2 separate regions of the Muntiacus reevesi genome follow, and region 1 is linked to region 2. A link is a contact called in public Hi-C data. All regions are on one chromosome and are shown on one strand. Each heading gives the region's core, a stretch centred on a gene start, on an enhancer-like site or on the middle of the called end of the contact. The rest is flanking DNA. Distances are from core to core; before and after follow the strand shown.

Region 1 (2,895 bases), core at 335-2,834, 290 kb after region 2:
TAAACGCAGAAAGTGAGAGGAGGACAAGCACAACCTGAGGCCCAGAAGCATTTAAGGGCAGAGAGAAGCAAAAATACACCACCCTCTAGTGCGCAACACAAACACCCATCCCCCAGGGGCACATGCTTGACCTAGCACTGGGGTGGACAGTGGACAGTGCTTTCCAAACCCCCATCTGCACTCTCCTGGGGTCTCCCCCAAGAGGTCTGGAGTCAGTAGCTTTTTCTGTTTTCCATGAACTCAACATGTGGCACGGTAAACAGAGTGTACCTCTGAGATTCAGTCGGCAATCTTTTTTTAGACCAAATCGTGTTCTTTCTTAAAACTTGGAAGCCTGGAGTACATGACACGGGAATGGTGGCAGTTAGGAGGAGGCAATGATCTACGCGAATTGATGTCTCTAGGCTGTCAAAAGTGTCTTCGACAGAGTTGCTGACAGGATTTGAGCAGGAAGGGGTCCAGGTCAGTGCTCACAGGAAGCTGAAATGTACAATGACCCTGCGGGGGAGAGTCACAGGGAAGGGGCTGGGAAGGTGGGAGAATGCTACAGCAAAGAATCAAGTGAGGCAGGCCGGGCCCGGAAGTCCTGGGGCTCTGTGGGGACTGGCAACAAGGCCCCCGGCTCTAGGAGGCAGTCTGAGGATGGGAGAGCAGGAGGGGCTGCTACGGTAGGGACAGCTTTGGTGAAGGAAGGTTTCACACGCAGGATGCATGTGTGTACATGTTGGGGAGACGGTTGTTGGCCCGAAGCCTGAGTTCAAGATGACAACGGTGAGTGGGCAGCACGGGGCCCTGCAGTATAGAGTGAAGGATGTCGAGCCCTCTCGGCTGTTGACTGGAGCTGAGTCCAAACGCTCCCCTATGCTGGTGTCCCTCTATACCGGTGCTTGGATCCAGGTGAACGCTCCGGTACGGTAGGAGGGCGGTACTGAATACAGCCCTCACCCTACCCAGCGGCTTGTGAAGGAGTTCGGTGGAGTTCGGGTAGGTGAGGAGTGCTCAAGGCAGCTTATTACCCCCGTCTCAGTGCCAGAGGGCACAATGCCTGCCTGGGAGAACGCCAGCCGGTGCTGGAGCGAGTTTCTGACCCTGGGTTTTCAAATCATGTTGTGCCAGCTAGAATGGAACAGTAGAGAACCTCCCTGAGCCGCAGACTACAGGTACCAAAGGTGTCATAAGCCTCAGGGCCCGGATCTGGGAAAGGGGAAGGTCGAGCAGTCTGGACCAGGCCCCTGGTCTCTGGATTCGGGCAGAAGACGCCTCCCGCCTCCACCCTGGTCCCACGCCACCCTGGCTCCGTGGCGTACCTGGTCGCCGGCACCCAAGCCGTAGTAGCCGTGCGTGACCACCTCCCAGTGCAGAAAGCAGACGAGCGCGTCCTGCGCGCACGTGATGGCCGGCGCCACCGACGCGAACAGTACCTCCAAGCCAGCCATGGGCGACCCTGGCTTCTGCGGGCGGAGGAAAGGAGGGAGAAAGTGCGGTGAGCCGACTGGGCCCTCACAATACTGCTGACTCCCCTCCGCTACTCCGCAGATTGTAGTCTAGTGTCAACCTGCGTGACCAAAATGGAGACGCCCAGGGGTGGGGGGGGGGGCGGGGGAGGGGGGGGTGTGGCCACCGGAAGTAACTTCTAACTCGCGCGCTCTCGCGCGAGAGCTCCCGGCTGGAAACAGAAGGAAGACTCAAAGGTTCCGCCTGGCAGAACAGGACCCCTGTTCTAGGGTGGGCAGGGCAGGACCCCTGGGAGCGAGGTCCTTCAAATCTGGAATCTCCATCTTCTTTGTAGGTGGTAGGTGTGCTACACGTAGGTTGTGGCATCGTTGAAGAGAGGCTAAACTTTGTTTTGAGTCACAGATTTCTGCAAAATAGGGTGGGCGTATGCTGGTGGGAGAAGAGATTACGAAATAAGGTTAAAACATATTCGTAGTAATAGTTGGCACTCAATGCAGTGCTTGCTCCATGGAACGTTGTTGTAAATGTTTTACTTGTATTAATTTATTTAATCCTCAAGGCTCGACCCTGCAAAGTTGGTATTTGATAGCTCCATTTTGCAGATGGGAAAACAGACACACGGGGCTTCCCAGGTGGCTCAGTGATAAAGAATCTGCCTACCAAGCAGGAGAGGCGGGTTCTATCCCTGGGTCCGGAATATTCCCTGGAGAAGGAAATGGTAACCCACTCCAGGATTCTTGCCTGGGAAATCCCATGGGCACAGGTGTCTGATGGGCTACAGTCCATGGGTTCGCAAAAGAGTAGGACATGATTTAGTGACTACACAACAGCAACAAACACACACAGAGGGCTGTATCTGACCAAGTTGAGTGAACAGTAGAGATGGTACTGCAATCTAGCAGTCTGGCTTGTTGGATAACACTTATTAAATGTTTATTGTGTGCTGGATCCTGGGTGAAAAACTTCATATCACTTTATCGAATGTTTTATGAAATATGTTCCATTGTCATTCCCATTTTGCAGATTTAGCTCAGATGGAAAAGAAGCTGCCTGCAAAGTGGGAGGCCTGGGTTCCATCCCTGGGTCGGGAAGTTCGCCTGGAGAAGGGAATGGCAACCCACTCCAGTGTTCCTGCCTGAAAAATCCCATGGACAGAGGAGCCTGGTGAGATACAGTCCATGGGGGTCTCAAAGAGTTGGAAACAACTGAGAGGCTAACACTTTCATTTTTCACTTGGAGAATGGAAGCTGCTTCCCCCAAGAAGACACATCTACTGACTGCAGAACTGATCTACTTCCAAATGTCAGTCATTTATTTCACTGTCTTCATCCTGATTTTTACCACTTACTGTTTTTACTCAAATAAATTTAGTTTTCTGATCCTAGTTAGCACCCTCCTGCAAGTCACCATCATCTCCCACTTGAATGTCTGCACCAACCA
Region 2 (2,998 bases), core at 497-2,996:
GTGAAAGTGAAAAAGTTGAAAGTGAAAAAGTTGGTTTAATACTCAACATTCAACCCAGCAATTCCACTTCTGGGCATACACACCGAGGAAACCAGATCAGAAAGAGACATGTGCACCCAAATGTTCATCACAGCACTGTTTATAAAAGCCAGGACATGGAAGCAACCTAGATGCCCATCAGCAGACAAATGGATAAGGAAGCTGTGGTACATATACACCATGGAATATTACTCAGCCATTAAAAAGAATTCATTTGAATCAGTTCTAATGAGATGGATGAAACTGGAGCCCATTATACAGAGTGAAGTAAGCCAGAAAGATAAAGACCAATACAGTATACTAATGCATATATATGGAATTTAGAAAGATGGTAATGATAACCCTATATGCAAAACAGAAAAAGAGACACAGATGTACAGAACAGACTTTTGGCCTCTGTGAGAGAAGGCGAGAGTGGGATGTTTTGAGAGAACAGCATCAAAACATGTATATTATCAAGGGTGAAACAGATCACCAGCCTAGGTTGGATGCATGAGACAAGTGCTCGGGCCTGGTGCACTGGGAAGACCCAGAGGGATTGGGTGGAGAGGGAGGTGGGAATGGGGATCGGGATGGGGAACACATGTAAATCCATGGCTGATTCATGTCAATGTACGGCAAAAACTACTACAATATTGTAAAGTAATTAGCCTCCAACTAATAAAAAATAGAAGAAAAAAAAAGACTCAACATTCAGAAAACTAAGATCATGGCATCCAGTCCCATCACTCCATGGCAAATAGATGGGGAAACAATGGAAACAGTGACAGACTTTATTCTTTTGGGCTCCAAAATCACTGCAGATGGTGATTGCATCCATGAAATTAAACAATGCTTGCTCCTTGGAAAAAAAGCTATGATCAACCTAGACAGCTTATTAAAAAGCAGACACATTACTCTACCAACAAAGGTCCTTCTAGTCAAAGCTATGGTTTTTTCCTGTGGTCATGTATGGATGTGAGCATTGAACTATAAAGAAAGCTGAGCGCTGAAGAACTGTGGCTTTTGAATTGTGGTGTTGGAGAAGATTTTCGAGAGTACTTGGGCTGCAAGGAGAACAAACCAGTCCATCCTAAAGGAAATCAGTCCTGAATACTCACTGGAAGGACTGATGCTGAAGCTGAAACTCCAATCCTTTAGCCACCTGAGGTGAAGAACCCACTCATGGAAAAGACCCTGATGCTGGGAAAGATTGAAGGCAGGAGGAGAAGAGCAGGACAGAGGATGAGATGGTTGGATGGCATCACCGATGGGATGGACATGAGCTTGAGTTGGCTCCGGGAGTTGGTGATGGACAGGGAAGCCTGGCCTGCTGCAGTCCATTGGGTCGCGAAGAGTCGGACGCAACTGAACAGAACTGAACTGAAATAGCACCAGGTCCTTGGTTCCACTCAGTTGAACAAGTGAATGAACGAAAGAATAAATTAATGAAATGAGGAAACGACTCAATGAATAATGTGAAACAGAATCCTTTGGGGATCTTTCATTCCACAGGTACTCAGTGGCGGACTCTTCCCCCCTCTCATCCTCCCCGCGCTCCCTCCCCCGCCGTTAGACTGAGGGTCCGGGCTGCGGCCTCCAGAGGGCGCAGAGCGGCGGCGTTTCCCGCACGGAAGGTTTTGCGTGAGGCACTGTATGGGGCGGGGCCTGCGGGCGGGAGCCACTCGGCTGGACCTGGTCAACCCGAGGGCGGAACGCCGCGGCCGGGCTGAGGCTGTGCAGTGAGACCCGGGGCAGTTTGGGCGGCGCACCGGGCGAAGATGGCGGCGGAGCGGCAGGACGCTCTGAGGGAGTTCGTGGCGGTGACGGGCGCCGAGGAGGATAGGGCCCGCTTCTTCCTGGAGTCGGCCGGCTGGGACCTGCAGGTAGCGCTGGGAGGTGGGCCGCGTCGGGCAGGCAGGGTACTATGGGGAGCAGACACCTGGAGCCTCAAGCCCGCGGCGGCCGAAGCGCACAGTCATCCCGCCGGGCTGCGGCCCGACCCAGGCCTCAGGGTCCTGGGGCCGCTTGCCACGCGTGCCAGCTCGTCCTGGGCGAGGGGAGACGCAGGCCAGCCCGGGCCCGGACTGACCTGGTCTATCGGGCCTCGGTTTCCCCTTCTGCCTAGTTCTCGGGGAGGCGAGACTTTGGGCACTGCCGCAGCCCGCGTGGAGACGGGGACCCTGGGGGCGTGGCTGCTGCGCAGTCTCGGCTGCAGCCCCGGCCGGACTGACCAGCTCCCGGGTGGAGCCGCGCGGCGGAGGGGACGGGGTGCTCGTTCATTTCCGTGTCCTCAGCCACAGTCACACGCCCCCTTGTACCTAAATGCTGGGAGAAACTGGGTTGTGGCGCAAAGTTGGGTCCTAGTCATCTTTATTGAGTAACTTCTCTGTAAAATGGGAGTGTTTATGGAGCTTGTCGTGTAGTTCACTGGCAGGTATTAGACATATACATAAAATACTGACTGACTGAGAAGAGATTAAGATAAACTACACCGAACAGGGATTTTGGTAAACTGTTGAATCCTCTGTGTCTTGAACAACGCCTGACAGGTAATAGGCACTCACTCAGTGATTAATTGTAGAAAAAATTGCATACATGGTTTTGGCTAACCTACGTCCTCGATCGATGATGATGATTAATATTTATTGAGTGCCTACCATGAGCTTTATGTATCTTAAGTTATTTAAGCATTGCACTCTGAAGCTGAGGTTTCGGGAAGTTAAGTAATTTGCTGAAGGCCTCACTAGCTACCGTGGAAGAAATGGCATTAGAACTCAGTTCTGTCTGATACCAAAGCCCAAGCTCTATTAAGCTCTGCCACCACGTGCCCTAGCACTTTACATACATGATTGGGTTTATCCTCCCACACTGGGAAGAAAACTTCCTCATTTGAGGAAATTGATGAATTGGAAGCGCAGAAGGCAAGTGATAGGCCCAAGGTCACACACCCAGGGGTTAGGATGTGAACTGAGTCTGC

The links. A called contact is a pair of places that touch in the nucleus more often than the background predicts.
Region 1: a Hi-C map of muscle shows a contact between it and region 2, with 12 times the contacts expected there. The contact joins the promoter of PSMF1 here to the promoter of NSFL1C in region 2. A contact is called at or near these places in 2 of 3 Hi-C or Micro-C datasets (blood and muscle).

What each region holds. Positions count from the first base shown.
Region 1 is chr2:58,360,214-58,363,108 of mMunRee1.1, forward strand. It overlaps PSMF1 (proteasome inhibitor subunit 1), which reads right to left and starts at 1,585. Exons shown (of 7, transcript XM_065921762.1): 1 at 1,308-1,585. The coding sequence starts at 1,436.
Region 2 is chr2:58,073,468-58,076,465 of mMunRee1.1, forward strand. NSFL1C (NSFL1 cofactor) reads left to right here and starts at 1,747. Exons shown (of 9, transcript XM_065921759.1): 1 at 1,747-1,904. The coding sequence starts at 1,800.